4 separate regions of the Mus musculus genome follow, and regions 2, 3 and 4 are each linked to region 1. The links are chromatin contacts, called in public HiChIP or PLAC-seq and promoter capture Hi-C maps. All regions are on one chromosome and are shown on one strand. The core of a region is the stretch at or near the end of the contact, and the rest is flanking DNA. Distances in the headings are between cores, read along the strand shown.

Evidence for each region. Promoter capture Hi-C pulls out the DNA fragments that hold promoters and counts their contacts. HiChIP or PLAC-seq counts read pairs in DNA pulled down with a chosen protein or histone mark.
Region 2: a promoter capture Hi-C map of fetal liver shows a contact between it and region 1, with 3 times the contacts expected there. The contact joins the enhancer-like site here to the promoter of Mcmbp in region 1. A contact is called at or near these places in 3 of 39 promoter capture datasets (the C10 cell line, cranial neural crest and fetal liver), 1 of 484 Hi-C or Micro-C datasets (bone marrow-derived macrophages), 7 of 115 datasets of contacts at active chromatin or transcription factors (the SCID.adh cell line, astrocytes, craniofacial prominence and 3 more) and 1 of 9 other capture datasets (adipose tissue).
Region 3: an H3K27ac HiChIP or PLAC-seq map of microglia shows a contact between it and region 1, with 5 times the contacts expected there. The contact joins the enhancer-like site here to the promoter of Mcmbp in region 1. A contact is called at or near these places in 2 of 39 promoter capture datasets (cranial neural crest and embryonic stem cells), 1 of 484 Hi-C or Micro-C datasets (bone marrow-derived macrophages), 16 of 115 datasets of contacts at active chromatin or transcription factors (the SCID.adh cell line, bone marrow-derived macrophages, double positive thymocytes and 10 more) and 3 of 9 other capture datasets (adipose tissue, liver and pancreatic islet).
Region 4: a promoter capture Hi-C map of embryonic stem cells shows a contact between it and region 1, with 24 read pairs. The contact joins the promoter of Rgs10 here to the promoter of Mcmbp in region 1. A contact is called at or near these places in 15 of 39 promoter capture datasets (the C10 cell line, the HPC-7 cell line, HPC-7-derived erythroid cells and 10 more), 1 of 15 datasets of contacts at CTCF or cohesin (embryonic stem cells), 2 of 484 Hi-C or Micro-C datasets (B cells and bone marrow-derived macrophages), 12 of 115 datasets of contacts at active chromatin or transcription factors (bone marrow-derived macrophages, embryonic basal ganglia, embryonic hindbrain and 5 more) and 3 of 9 other capture datasets (adipose tissue, liver and pancreatic islet).

The regions. Positions count from the first base shown.
Region 1 is chr7:128,739,019-128,742,127 of GRCm38.p6, reverse strand. It overlaps Mcmbp (minichromosome maintenance complex binding protein), which reads left to right and starts at 1,699. Exons shown (of 16, transcript NM_145955.3): 1 at 1,699-1,995. The coding sequence starts at 1,938.
Region 2 is chr7:128,343,747-128,346,855 of GRCm38.p6, reverse strand. Gm32707 (a long non-coding RNA gene) reads left to right here. Exons shown (of 3, transcript XR_378506.3): 1 at 1-981; 2 at 1,154-1,211; 3 at 2,057-2,553. Among named protein-coding and RNA genes, the nearest start is that of Gm32707, 6.3 kb to the left of the region's middle. Within about 2 kb of position 1,570, at least 29 of the 459 cell types and tissues checked have an H3K27ac peak or open chromatin away from gene starts, as enhancers often do. A contact at or near this core is called in bone marrow-derived macrophages and fetal liver, where this site is marked.
Region 3 is chr7:128,377,629-128,380,737 of GRCm38.p6, reverse strand. All of the region lies in intron 4 of Rgs10 (regulator of G-protein signalling 10), which reads left to right. Among named protein-coding and RNA genes, the nearest start is that of Gm39092, 12 kb to the right of the region's middle. Within about 2 kb of position 1,682, at least 34 of the 459 cell types and tissues checked have an H3K27ac peak or open chromatin away from gene starts, as enhancers often do. A contact at or near this core is called in the SCID.adh cell line, adipose tissue, bone marrow-derived macrophages and 2 more, where this site is marked.
Region 4 is chr7:128,416,506-128,419,614 of GRCm38.p6, reverse strand. It overlaps Rgs10 (regulator of G-protein signalling 10), which reads left to right and starts at 1,443. Exons shown (of 5, transcript NM_026418.2): 1 at 1,443-1,549. The coding sequence starts at 1,501.

The DNA of each region.
Region 1 (3,109 bases), core at 450-2,949:
TTGGTTTGTTTTTTTGTTTTTGTTTTTGTTGTTGTTGTTTGTTTGTTTGTTTGTTTGTTTTTGAGACAGGGTTTCTCTGTGTATCCCTGGCTGTCCTGGAACTCACTCTGTAGACCAGGCTGGCCTCGAACTCAGAAATCTGCCTACCTCTGCCTCCCAAGTGCTGGAATTAAAGTTGTGTGCCACCACCGCCTGGCTGAGCTTTCGATCCTTATCAACCCAGAAGCAGAAAGATCTTATATACTGTGTCTACCATGAATCTCTCCTATTTTGACTTCCTGCAGCTTGTTGCCTTTGGGAACTAAGAACTACTTTCTTCTGTCATTTCTCTACAAAGTTATTGTTCTTTGTGGGTGATCACAAACTTAATTTTTCTTTCAAGACAGGGTTTCTTGAAAACCTGTGTATCCCTGGCTGTCCTAGAACACGCTGTGTAGACCAGACTGGCATCAAACTCAGAGATCTTCCTGCTTCTGCCTCCTGAGTGATAGGATTAAAGGCATGGGCCACCACTGTGGAGCTCTTAATTTTTATCTATTTGTTTTTGAGACGGGGTCATATATAGGTAGCTCAGGCTGGCCTCAAATTCAGTGTGTAGCCAAGGCTGGCTATGAACTCCTGACCTTCCTTGACTATATCCCAAGTGCTATGATTTAAGGATACGTTCCCTCCAGGGGACCAACAAAGGCAGAAGGGCAGGTTTGGTTCCCTTTTCCTTCTGAACTACAGAGGTTTCTGGGTTTGGTCATAGCTGTCTCTGTTCATCTGTCGCCATCTCTCTCTGTTTGATCCCTTGCTAGGGCTTGCATGACAGGCAAGTGTTCTGCCACCAAGAAGTTCTTATTCTTCAGCTATATACTTTCTAGATTACATTCAGATCACCACTACCTTTTTACAGCCGAGTAGGTATAGATGATGAAATCAGGGTTTTCTGAGGTATATCCCATTTCTAGGGAAAATGTCTTCTCTATGAAAACTTGACAGTTCCTAAATTCTCTAGGCCCTTCAGGGTCTGCCCTGTAAGAGTGTTCTGATCTGTATGCTGTATAGGAATCTTGTCATAGCTCCCTAGTTGCCAGGTTGGAAGCAGAGATCATTTGGGTGTTTTGAGGTTAGAAGCTAAAGGCTGGGCTAGGAGAGAGTTCTGAGCACTTGCCAGTTCCTTGGCCATATTGAGATGCCCACAAAGGCTACACAACCTCCTTGATTAAATCGTTCAGGAAGAACTCACTGAGCTGGGGGCAAATCTTATACAGGACTTTGGGCAGGGCACCTTAGAAGAGTTCTACCACCAGAAACAAGAGGCACAAGGGGATCAGATGATCAGACACCAAATAGAATTTCAACCTTTAATTTTGCTTAGAGATGACTCTTGAAGTTGGCAGAACGTGCGTCTTTTTGGTCCAGGTGCAAGGACTCAAACTTTGAGCCAATGAAGCACCCTGATGGAGTTTGCCACCAGGCGCGCACACAGGGACCACTATACCAAGCACAGACGCGCTCCTCTGCCCATCTCCAAGATGGCGGCCCCGGGATTGCCCGACCTGTCTCCGTCTCCAAAATGGCCGTCCGCCCCGCCCACTCCCTCCCCTCCGGGAGTGCGCAGCACGCTCCCGCCGCCCCTCCTCCTCGAGCTCCACCCAGGTCGCTGGCAGCGCGGTCGGTGGCCGCGATTTCCCGCCATTGTGAGAAGTGGAGGCTAGGACGGTCTCCCCCCCACCCCTCCGGCCGCTGGCCAGCAGCTCCGAGGCGCTCGTGCCCGTCACCGCAGCCACCTCTCCTTGAGACGCGCGGAGGCCCGTGGCTCGCGACGCCCCCGCGCGTGGGAGGGCGCGGACGAGGAGCGGCCGAGCCCCCGAGAAGCCGGGCTCCGAGCGCGCTCGGCCCGCAGAGGAGCGCCCGCCGCACGGGCCGCGCTGGCCCCGGCCCTCAGCGCCATGCCCTGTGGAGAAGATTGGCTGAGCCACCCGCTCGGGATCGTGCAAGGCTTCTTCGGTGAGTGGCGCGTGGCGAGCAGGGCCGGGAGGGGAGCGGAGTTTGCGGGACCAGGCCCGCCGCGCGGCCGCACTCCGGACGACGGGCCGGGGGAATCACTGCCGAGGGCTCGCGTGGCCCCGGGCCTGGAAGCCGAGCAGAAGCAGCCGTCTCCGGCCGCCGGCGCTGGCGCCGCCGCCGCCTCCCGTCACCTGCCCGCTGCCCGGCCGCGGCTCGCTGGCGGCGGGGCCGCGGCTCCGAGCGCTAGCTGTGATTGACGGCCTGGCTCCGGGCCGGTGGCCTACGTAGCCCGGGTGCTGCAGACACGGAGAGGTCCCCTTGCCCACGGAGGGCCCTTAGAGCGGCCGCGGAGAGAAGCCACTGCCTGTGGGAGCCTGCGGGATATTTCAAAACTTCCGGGGTGTGTAAGGGAGTGCTCGAGCCTTCGCTCAGAAGTTCTCTCTGTTTCCCTTGACATCCGGGAGAATGCTTCTTCTTTTTTTTTTTTTTTTTTTTTTAAATTATTCTTCCTGCCCTGTTGACATTAGAACCCGTCTGCTCTGTTACCTGTTCCCGTACCAGGGCTAGCTAGAAATACTCAACTACTTAGATGAGTTGCCACAGAACGGGAGCCGAGAGTGCTGTAGGCAAGCTGAGTAAATTCTAGGTGTAATTGTCATCGTTGCTTTTTTTGGTTAACCAGACCTCCGATTCCCACGCGCATCCCAGATTTCGGTGCGTTTAATGACTGGCCTGTGCCACCGGTCTCCGTGGAATGTGTTTTCTGTAGTAACGCTCCCACCGGATCGGATTCATTTTACCTAGAATTCTAACTAATCAGGTAGTTTCCCAGGGTGAAACTAAAGCCGGCAGATAGAAGGGCTGGGTAGACATGACGATTATATAGCCAGTGAACACACAGTGTCTTCAACAGGGGCAGGGGTGTGCAAGCCCGCGAAAGAGTAAACCACGGGCTTGGGGTATTATAGCTCAGTAGTAGAATGTGTGCCTGGCCTGATGAATGGTCTGAGTACAGTGCAGGTGGAAAGAGGCAGATTCAAACCTAGCCATCTAGGGTGGTTATCAAAGGGTGTGTGTAAGCTGCTACCTGTGATTCTGTCATTTGGAAGGCAGA
Region 2 (3,109 bases), core at 321-2,820, 400 kb after region 1:
GAGCAGAGGGTTGGGAAGAGATCTGTACCATATCTGCCAACTTTCAAGAGCTGCAGCAAGGCAGTCCCCACCCCCACACTCATGTAGCTTTCACTGTCATTATTTGGCCCCATCCCCCAACCCTTGCCAATGGTTCTTAGTCTGCTGGGACTTTGAAGATACACAGGCACCAACAGCTCTTGCTTGGTGGTGCTCTTTTGGACCTCTGACTGTGAACCTGGGCTATACAGACTCAGTGGGGCATCTTCACACTGACTCATAATTGACCCAGACAGGAGATGCTCAGTAGTGGAACCACATGTGGTACTTCTTGATATTCAAGATAGTAATTTCCATTCAGGTCACATTTCAATCTTCAGCGTCTATGGCAGGTTCGGGGAGGGGAGTTGTCGTGGGCTTCATTGGCAGGTAAGGAAACTGAAGGTTAGTGTGGAGGGGTGTTTCTGGGTCCTCCACACCTGAGAGAGTACCCAAGTCTCTGGACAACCAATGGGGGGCTTCAGAACTCATGCCCCCATTTGTATTTCCTGACATCGAGATCTGTGGCAGGATTAGCTGATTTAGGCACTGCGTGGGATACAACACTGGGTAGTTAGCAAGCATGGGGGGAGCTAATCCTGCTAGCTTCCTTGGGTACCGAAGACTACACACTCCCTCTTCCTATACCCTAGTTACACTGTGTCAGTGCCACAGATCTCAGTGTCAGGAAATACAGATGGGTGGAACTGATTTTGTCCCTCTACTTTACACATAGGTTCCAGGAACTGAATTCAGGTCACCAGGCTTGGTGAAGACGTGTTTTACCAGCTGAGCCATCTCTTCAGCTCTGAGCTAATATTTTCCAGATGTAAAGAACTGGGCTATGTTGTCTCATCCCAAGAAACAAGAGATCCATGGCAGTGCAGTTGCTAAGCTTACTACTACTGCAGCCCCGGAGCTCGCAGTGCTGGAAGATGGGTAGCACCGGTGAGGATGACACAGGTGAGAGGCAGGTTGAAGATGGGTTGGGCTGCTTTCTCATCAGCCCTTGCCAGGTGGCAATGACAGCTCGTCAAGACTTCCGCTTTCCACAAAAGCAGAAAACCAGGGTGTTAATGTGAAATTTCTTCATTTAAAAGTTTGACTATTAATTCAACATTTGTCTACTTCTTAGATACAGATGGAACAAAACACCCGCCTACAGTGTTACCAGTTTGCTAGCGTGCTACCAGGTGCGTGTCAGCCCGATTGGAGGTGTGGGTGGGGTGGGAGAAGGGAGAGTAGGTTCCCTGGAGGTGAAGGACTACAGGTGAACTGGAGTGATGGGGGAGACTCAGGTGTCTGGAGGGCTTAAGGGGAGGTGAGGGCTGTCCAGAGGTCAGGCTTGGGGATGGGGGTGGGGCTAGGGATGGTGCAGGTCTGGGCCTCAGGGTTGGATTCAGGGTACCGGGAAGTTAGATGTGTGACCTTCTGGACCTCAAGGGCAAGGCTGCCGAGATGGAAACCAGTGACCTTGCTGTGTGTACAGTTGCTTCCATGGGTCTCAGGCCAGGCCCTGCAGTAGCCTGAATCTAACCCATTGGAGGAGTCAGGCCACGGTGGCCAGACAGAGGTGCTGTGTGTGAGGAGGTCCAGACCATAATCCCCAAGAGAACCCAGAGCAAAGCTTGAGGCTTCTGATGGTTCTTCCTGTGGCAAGATGAGGGCCACAGGCCAGAGAATGAGGCTTGGCCACTGCCTTTCCCTTTGTAACCACAAGGGAGCAGCAGAGGCACAGCCATGTCCCTGGTTGTCCCAAATGCTCCAGCTCAAAGCCTGGGTTGGAGAGGTTTGGAGGGCCAGGGTAGGTGCAGGGAAGGGTAGAAGCAGGAGTCATCTTTGCCTCATTCTCTCAGCATGTCCCTGTTGAGGTCCCTTGAGACCATGATATATGACATCAGTGATACGTTAACCATGGCTGTGACACTTGTTCTACAAGCTTGTCACACTGCGTAGAGAGCTAACGGTGGCACAATCAAGTATCACTGCCAGCCTTCTGTCGGTACCTCTGCCTGACCAGTGCTTCCTCTTCTTCCAGTTGTCCACCTTGACCATGCTGAAGTACAGTTTGAAGAGGTCGTGGGGTGTGGGTATGACTCGGAGCTACATGCCACTCCTCACTGTGCCTTTTATACACATCACTGGCAGAGTGACACTTCCTCTTCTTCTAGACTTAGTCTAGATGGATGGCAGATCCATTGCCAAATCCTTCCTGGAGCTCTATGACACAAAAAGGAAGCTGGAGTAATGTGGAAACTTCTGGTTTCTTTGGAAAGTCAGTTATGCCAAAGAATGTTTTGCTGAAGCAGACACGGGTGAAAGGTTGTTGTGCTAAAGTAAACACGTGGAAGGACATGTGAAAAAGGATTCTTTGATAATGACACACATGTCTTGGTTCGCCTTACATGTGTAGTTGAGCTGCGTTTGTTGTGACTCCATAGAGAGAAACGCACCAAAAAAAACTTTGGTGGTATGCTACCACTTCTGGAGGACATGTGATGCTTGGAGGAAGAATAAATAAGAGTCTGCAATGCATCATGGGTCTCTAGTTGTCGCTGATCTTCACTTCGTTGAGAGAGACATGGCAGAGAACTTCTGGTGTCCCTGCTGGTCTTGGTCATTCTTGCTGACTTGTGCCTATTCAGTGGAAACCTGGCTGTCTCTGCTAGGTCATGCCACCACTGCTGGGTCATGTTTGCTATCCCATCACTACTGAACTGGACTGCTGGTGTATCCATGAAGTGTTTGTGAGTGGATGGAGCTGCAGTCCAGTTCAGAAGGCCTGGAGTCTTGGGTCAGGGAAACCTTCCCCCATCCTCCATCTGCCACCCAGCAGGTGTTTCAAACACTTTGTGCAGAAAGCCTTCCTGGATGGTGCTCCACTGTGCTCAAGGGCTCTGACTATGGCTTCAGAGTTCTTCTCAAGATGGATGGTGTCTCCCCAGATAGAAGGTGCACAACAACTTTCATGACTGTGTCCCCAGTGACAAGCAAGGCTTCCACAAACAGGATGTTCTGCACACATATTTATTTCAGTGAAGAAGGGTGTCCTCTACCTTAAAGATTATATTCAACCTACCTGGGCTTTGAA
Region 3 (3,109 bases), core at 433-2,932, 360 kb after region 1:
ATTCAGAACAATCGTTGAACTTTGAACTGACTTTCACAGCCTCCAGGGAAGACTGGATAGCCCACACCGAGGGAGTAGATTTTGTCTTATGTGGAGGGTCTTTTTGACTCCATTTCTGGCCTTGGAGTTCTGATTCCACCCTTGGCACGTTCACCATCCCTAATGGGCCTGTCTATGAACTAATGGGCCTGTCTATGAACTAAAGTGCTGTCCAGATCGACGAAGCCTTTCTAGTGGCCCGCTCGTGCTTGAGGGCAGGGTCTTCAGTCTCTGCTTGCCACTGTCCCACTGTCTGCTAGCTGCCCTTAGACCTCCTGGGTACGCCCCACTCCTTCTTCAGAAGACGTAGGAGGACCTCCACTCACAGGGTGGGCACAGTAGCTTGCCAAACCCATTAATCACCTAAGAGCTGTAGGGAGAGGTTTCCTTTTCTCTCAGTTCTATATTCACACAGCCAGTAATCAGTTCTGTAATCTAGGTATAAGGAGAGGGAGAGAAAGGGGGAGGGGGAGGGAGAGAGAGAGGGAGAGAGAGAGAGGGAGGGAGGGAGGGAGGGAGGGAGGGAGAGAGAGAGAGAGAGAGAGAGAGAGAGAGAGAGAGAGAGAGAGAGAGAGATAGAGATGGGGGTGGTGGTGGTCTAGAATGGCAAGTCAGAGAAATCCTATGACCAAACTTTATGTTACATTGAAGGATTGAAAATTTTCCTCCTTATGCGGGTAGAAGTAACCCAGAAAAGAAGGGAGGTGGGTATTTCATTTAGTTCTTCTAATGTACTTGATTGTGAGTGATCAAATATTTATCAAGCTGAAAATGCAGTGGCTGGAGGCAGTGGATTAGCCTGGAGTGGCCCTCGTTCTGAGACCGACTGCTTCCAGGGATGTCCTTCCGTCCCTCCCCAAGCAGCCTGGTGGGCACTGCAAAGGTGGTTCCCCCCCTTGCTGTTCCACTGCAGCTCTGTCTGGGGTTTGAGGAAGCACGGTGGGTGTTTGGATGATGTAGGGTCCCTGCACTGGAAGCAAGGTGCAGGCAGGGCACAGTTGCGCAGGCGCAGGATTCGCCTTCCGCTCTTTTCCTCCCAGTCCGGTCCGCAGCAGGGGATCCCAGGCAACCGGCTAAACAGTTTATAGTGTAGGCATGCAGATGTGGAGCCTGCAAACCAGGAGCCTTGCTATGCTACATCTGTCCTGGCCAAAAAAAGAAAAAAAAAAAAAAAAAAGAAGCAATCCCGGAAGCAGCCCAGCTGCCTACTCACGATTTTCTGCTTTGCTGCCTGCTGGAGACAAATCTCCTCGTGCTCAAAGGCTTCTTCCTCTTCCTCCCCCTGAGTTGTTTCCATTTTCTCCTCCTTCCTGCAGATCACATTGTTTAGGTCCAGGTCAGCTTTGCCTGCTGGAGGCCTGGTCTTATAGAACCAACTAAGATCTCAGGGCCAGCTCCTTTCTTCTTGAGTTGAGGCTCGCACCTAGGCCGTGCATTGCAGGTCTTCAGAACTGTGAGGGGCTCACGTCCGTGCTTCTGTTTTAGCAGTTTCCTAGTGGGTCAGTCCCATACGTTTTCAAACAGCAAACACTTCTTGCATATCTAGGAGACTAGGAATCTGAAACCAGCCATGGGCAGTCGGGGGTCCTGATGAAGGGCCTAGAAGAGGAACTTGCCGTAGTTCCAGCTCCTGGTCAGTTGCTTGCTCGTCACCTTTGGAACTTGTAGGCTGTGTCCACGTCATTCCTGTCTCTGTCACTGTTGTTACACAGCTTCCTTCTTTCTAGGTCTCTCTGTGTGTCCTGCCTCTTTGGATCTGGGTCCCACTACCCTGGAGGGTGATTTCAGCTTGATATCAATAGGTCTGTTTCTAAACAAAGTTGCATTTTGAGGCTCTAGGTAGATATACATTTTTGAAGACCTACAAACTTGCCTCAAGCCTTTAGAACGATTCCTTTCCCTCTGATATATTTGGGATCATGGGTTAAAATTCAGTACATTTTGAAATTAAATATTCAATCGCTTAATTCTTATGGGCAAGTTTCTATGTTTAACTCTTTGCAAATCTTATTTCTCTCTGTTTGTCTGTCTCTCTCTCTGTCTCTCTCTCTGTCTCTCTCTGTTTTCTCATGTAGTTGAAAGGCTGACCTGGAGCATGTGTGTCCCAGGCTGGTCTTGAACTTGTGATCCTCCTGCCTCTCCATTCCAAGCACTACCCATCATGTAGACCTTTTTTTTTTTTTTCAAAAAAAAATTTTTTTTAACATTTGCTTATTTATTCGAGGGGCAGGGAGCACACATGACATAGCACATACACTAGAGCCAGGGCAGCTTGCAGGAGTTGGTTCTCGCCTTCTACCACAAGGGATGGCAGTAACATATCATCAGGCTGCCAGGCTGTGTGTCATGTGTCTTTACCATCTGAAACCTCTCACTGGCTCCCAGACCTTTAAAAAAATTTTTTTATTAGATATTTTCTTCATTTACATTTCAAATGCTATCCCAAAAGTCCCCTATACCCTCCCCCCACCCCCTGCACCCTGCTCCCCTACCCACTCACTCCCACTTCTTGGCCCTGGTGTTTCCCCTGTACTGGGGCATATAAAGTTTGCAAGACCAATGGGCCATCTTCTGCTACATATGCAGCTAGAGACACGAGCTCTGGGGGGTACTGGTTAGTTCATATTGTTGTTCCACCTATAGGGTTGCAGACCCCTTCAGCTCCTTGGGTATGTTCTCTAGCTCAGACCTGATTTTTAATGACTGCATAGTGTTCTGCCACACAAGAGTCATACAGCTGGTTAGGTGTATAGGATGGAGAAGCAGCCTGCCGGGCTTGGCCTCCTGTCTGTCCCTTATGTCCTTCTCCTGCCCCACTTCATACGTGGAGATCCTCACTTACTGTACCTGGAATGTGGCTGTGTCTGGAGACAGGGACTAAGAAAGGATAATTACGTTAAACAAGCTCATATGAGTGGGCCCTGATCCAAAGTGACAAGTGTTTTTTTTTTTTTTTTTCAGTAGTGTATGTGTGTTCTGTGTGTATGTGTGCATATGTGTGGGTGCATGTGTGTTGTGTACGTGTATGAAAGAGACAATATGCATGTGGTGGTCAGAGGACACCTCTGAG
Region 4 (3,109 bases), core at 194-2,693, 320 kb after region 1:
CCCTTCCCTTCCTCTTTCCCTCTCTCTCTCCCTCCCTCCCTCCCTCCCTCCCTCCCTCCCTCCCTCCCTTCTGACTCCTTCCTTCTGACTCTCTATGTAGCTGCCTTAGACATTGCTATGTATATCAGGGTGTCCTCTAACTCAAAGAATCTTCCTGCTTCTGCCTCCGGAGTGCTGGGGTTGCTGGGATTAAAGGAGAGCACCATTATGTCTGTGTCTGTGTCGGTTTAGGCTCAGCTTTTACAGAGCCTATGACCCAAGAGCTATTTCAATGGCCAGGAAGCTTGGGGGGGGGGCGGGCGGCAATAGCAGCTGGAGACATTCAGAAACCCCGGCTTGGAAGCCACACTGATGGTGCTCACCTGCAAGCCGCAGCTGAAGACCTCTGCAGCCTTCAGGGGACGGAACATCCTCTTTGGATAGCACAAATGGCCGTGTTTGGAAATGATGGAGTGGGGAAGGGTAGGCAGAGAGATGGTGAATAACCACAGAGGGCCAGGGCTGAGGTGGCGTTGGGACTGCAGGGTGGACAAAAAGGGAGGAAAATAGAGCAAAATGGGAAGCTCAGAATAGAAGATATAAAGGAAAGTGCCAACTAGTGAAAATCCTGCGAAAGAACGCGCGCGGGGGGTTGGGGGGGCGACTGGGGAATGGTTTAGAAAAATAGCAATTAGCACAGCTAAAAATAAAGACCAATTTCGAGACAAAGCCAGACCCACAAGGAGAAAAATAAAACTCGCCAGAAAGACAATTCCTTGCAAACCGAATGCTCAAGAAAATGGGGCTAACGACACCCCCCTCTTGGGCTGTTTGGTAAAAAGAAATGGGAAACTAGATGAGCGTGGAGCGCGGCGCTGAGCAGGTGACTGGCACCAGGAGGAGCGTTGAGCCCGGCGCTGGGATCTACAGGATTCCGGTAGTTGAGCGCAAAGGTTCTCCTGAGACTGCACCCAAGTGTCGTCCAAGTTAAAAAATGTGCTGGCGCGCTCAGATCCACTCTGAAACCGCAGAGGCTCCAGACAGCGTTCTCCGAGGTTTGTCCCGGGGCTTGGAAGCCCCGGCACAGGCGTGGCGTGGGCCAGAGTGGGCGCCCACTCGCGGCGGCTTGGCTCGGGACTCTGGTGACGCCTCCCGGGCATTCGCGGCGTGAGCAGGCCGCGCGCCCACGGAATCGGGTAGACCCGGGGGCGATCTGGGAGGTGACTCGGGCCTGGCAGGGACACCGAACGCTGTATGTCTCCAGGCCGCGAGGGGAGGGACCGGGATGTGCGCGGGAGCTGAGGGTCACCCGGGGCCACCGCGCCCTGCCCTGCGCGGGTAACTGAGGGCTGGACCCAGTGCCCACGGGCGCGGGTGGGCAGGGAGAGGGGAGCGCGGCGGGGAGGAGGCGGCGGGCGGAGCCTGGAGGGGCGGCGTCGCGCGGGCTCCTCCTCCTCCTTGCCCTCTTCGGGCTTAGCCGCCGCGCTGCCCGGCTGCTCCGTCCTCTGGACGCCCGCGGCGATGTTCACCCGCGCCGTGAGCCGACTGAGCAGGAAGCGGCCGCCGTCTGGTAAGCGGTTGCGGGCGCTTGGGCGCGGGAAGGACGGGGTCGCCGGGTCCCCTGGCGCGGCTCGCTGTGCCGCCCGGACAGCAGCCGCGCTCCTCCCCGCTCGCTCTGTCCCAGCCGCGGCGGGAGCGCAGAGCCGGGGAGCCGCCCGGGGAGGAAGTTGGGCTTGAAGCGGGAGTCAGAGCAGCTTTCTTTCTAGAGAAGGTCTGGGAACCACGGGAGACACATTAACAGCCCCTCACTCCGAGGCAGCGTGGGAAGCCAGGCTTCCCTCCTGCGTGCAGCCTCTTTCTCGGGCGGAATGGGAAGGATGCTCCGCCGGACCTCTGCATCCCCGGAGTGGCCGGCCCCGCGGCGCCAAAAAAAGTGGAGTCCCAAGGTGGCTGCACACCAGGGCGGGGGAGGAACTTGTGTGACACGGCGGGGGAGTCACTTTGTTTTTCCCCCTGAACCTGCCTGACCCACAGTTTGGGGCAACTTGGCAAGACAAAGAACCCACGGTGCAGAAATGGTGATTTGAATCGTGCCATCCTTTTTGTTCTTAATAACACCTAACACTCTTTGATGGCTTAGGTTGTGGCCAGGAGCTGTGTTGACACCTTGTGTGCTTTCTCTTGTCTTCACCATTAGAGCAGCCGCGTCGGAGGGGTGGGGCTCTAAAGCCAGGGTGTTGGGTAACCTGCTCTACTCTTAGCTGATGGATTTTTTTAAACGTAGGTTTATTTGCTTGACTCTGGGTTCGGGGTTCAAAGGCTTGCTTTTCTGTCGCCCAGAGATTCACTACGCTTTAGCCGGTTTCCTCTTTTCACGTAAATATCAAACGTGGTTAAGCGGCTGCAATCAGACATAGACCCAATCCCTTGGCCACCACTCGACAGCTGTGCAACTTCTTTGTGACTGGGGATGTGCAAAGGGTAGCTTTAAGTGCTTAATTGGAGACTCCCCCCCCCCCATCAGCCACATGCAAATCATTTCATTAATTATTTAAGACAACCCCACTAAAGTCAGATTCCATAGAGTTATTGTAAAGAGTTTGCACTGTTGTCTTAATATGCGTTGAAATGCTCCATTAGTGTTCCCGAGTGGTCACATTCCCTTGTGATGCTGATGGCTGACACTGAGTGGTGGTCAGATTCTAGGCACCGGAGTTAAACTCCAACCTTGACTCTGCCACTCCGCCACACTGAATAATGAATGTCCTTGGACCTTTCTGTGCCGCAGAGCTGTGCTGGTGCTGGCTCAGTGTAGCTTGCAAGAACCAATTGCTAAATGTTCAGGGCATCTGGGAACTGGTTGCTACGTCATAGGTGGACTGAAATGAACTGTGGTGGGACATATCAACATATGTCAGACATCAAGGCTGGAACAGTGGATTTCAGGAAGCTGTGGACTTAACTACATACTTAAATTTTATTTTAGATCATATTTATCATGTGTATGTGTGTGCTCGTGTGCGTCTCTGTGTGTGTGTGTGTGTGCATATGTGTGTTTGCATGCTACAGCTTGTATGTGGAGGTTAGAGGATGACTTATGGAAATCAGTTTTCTTCTACCGATAGGTCCC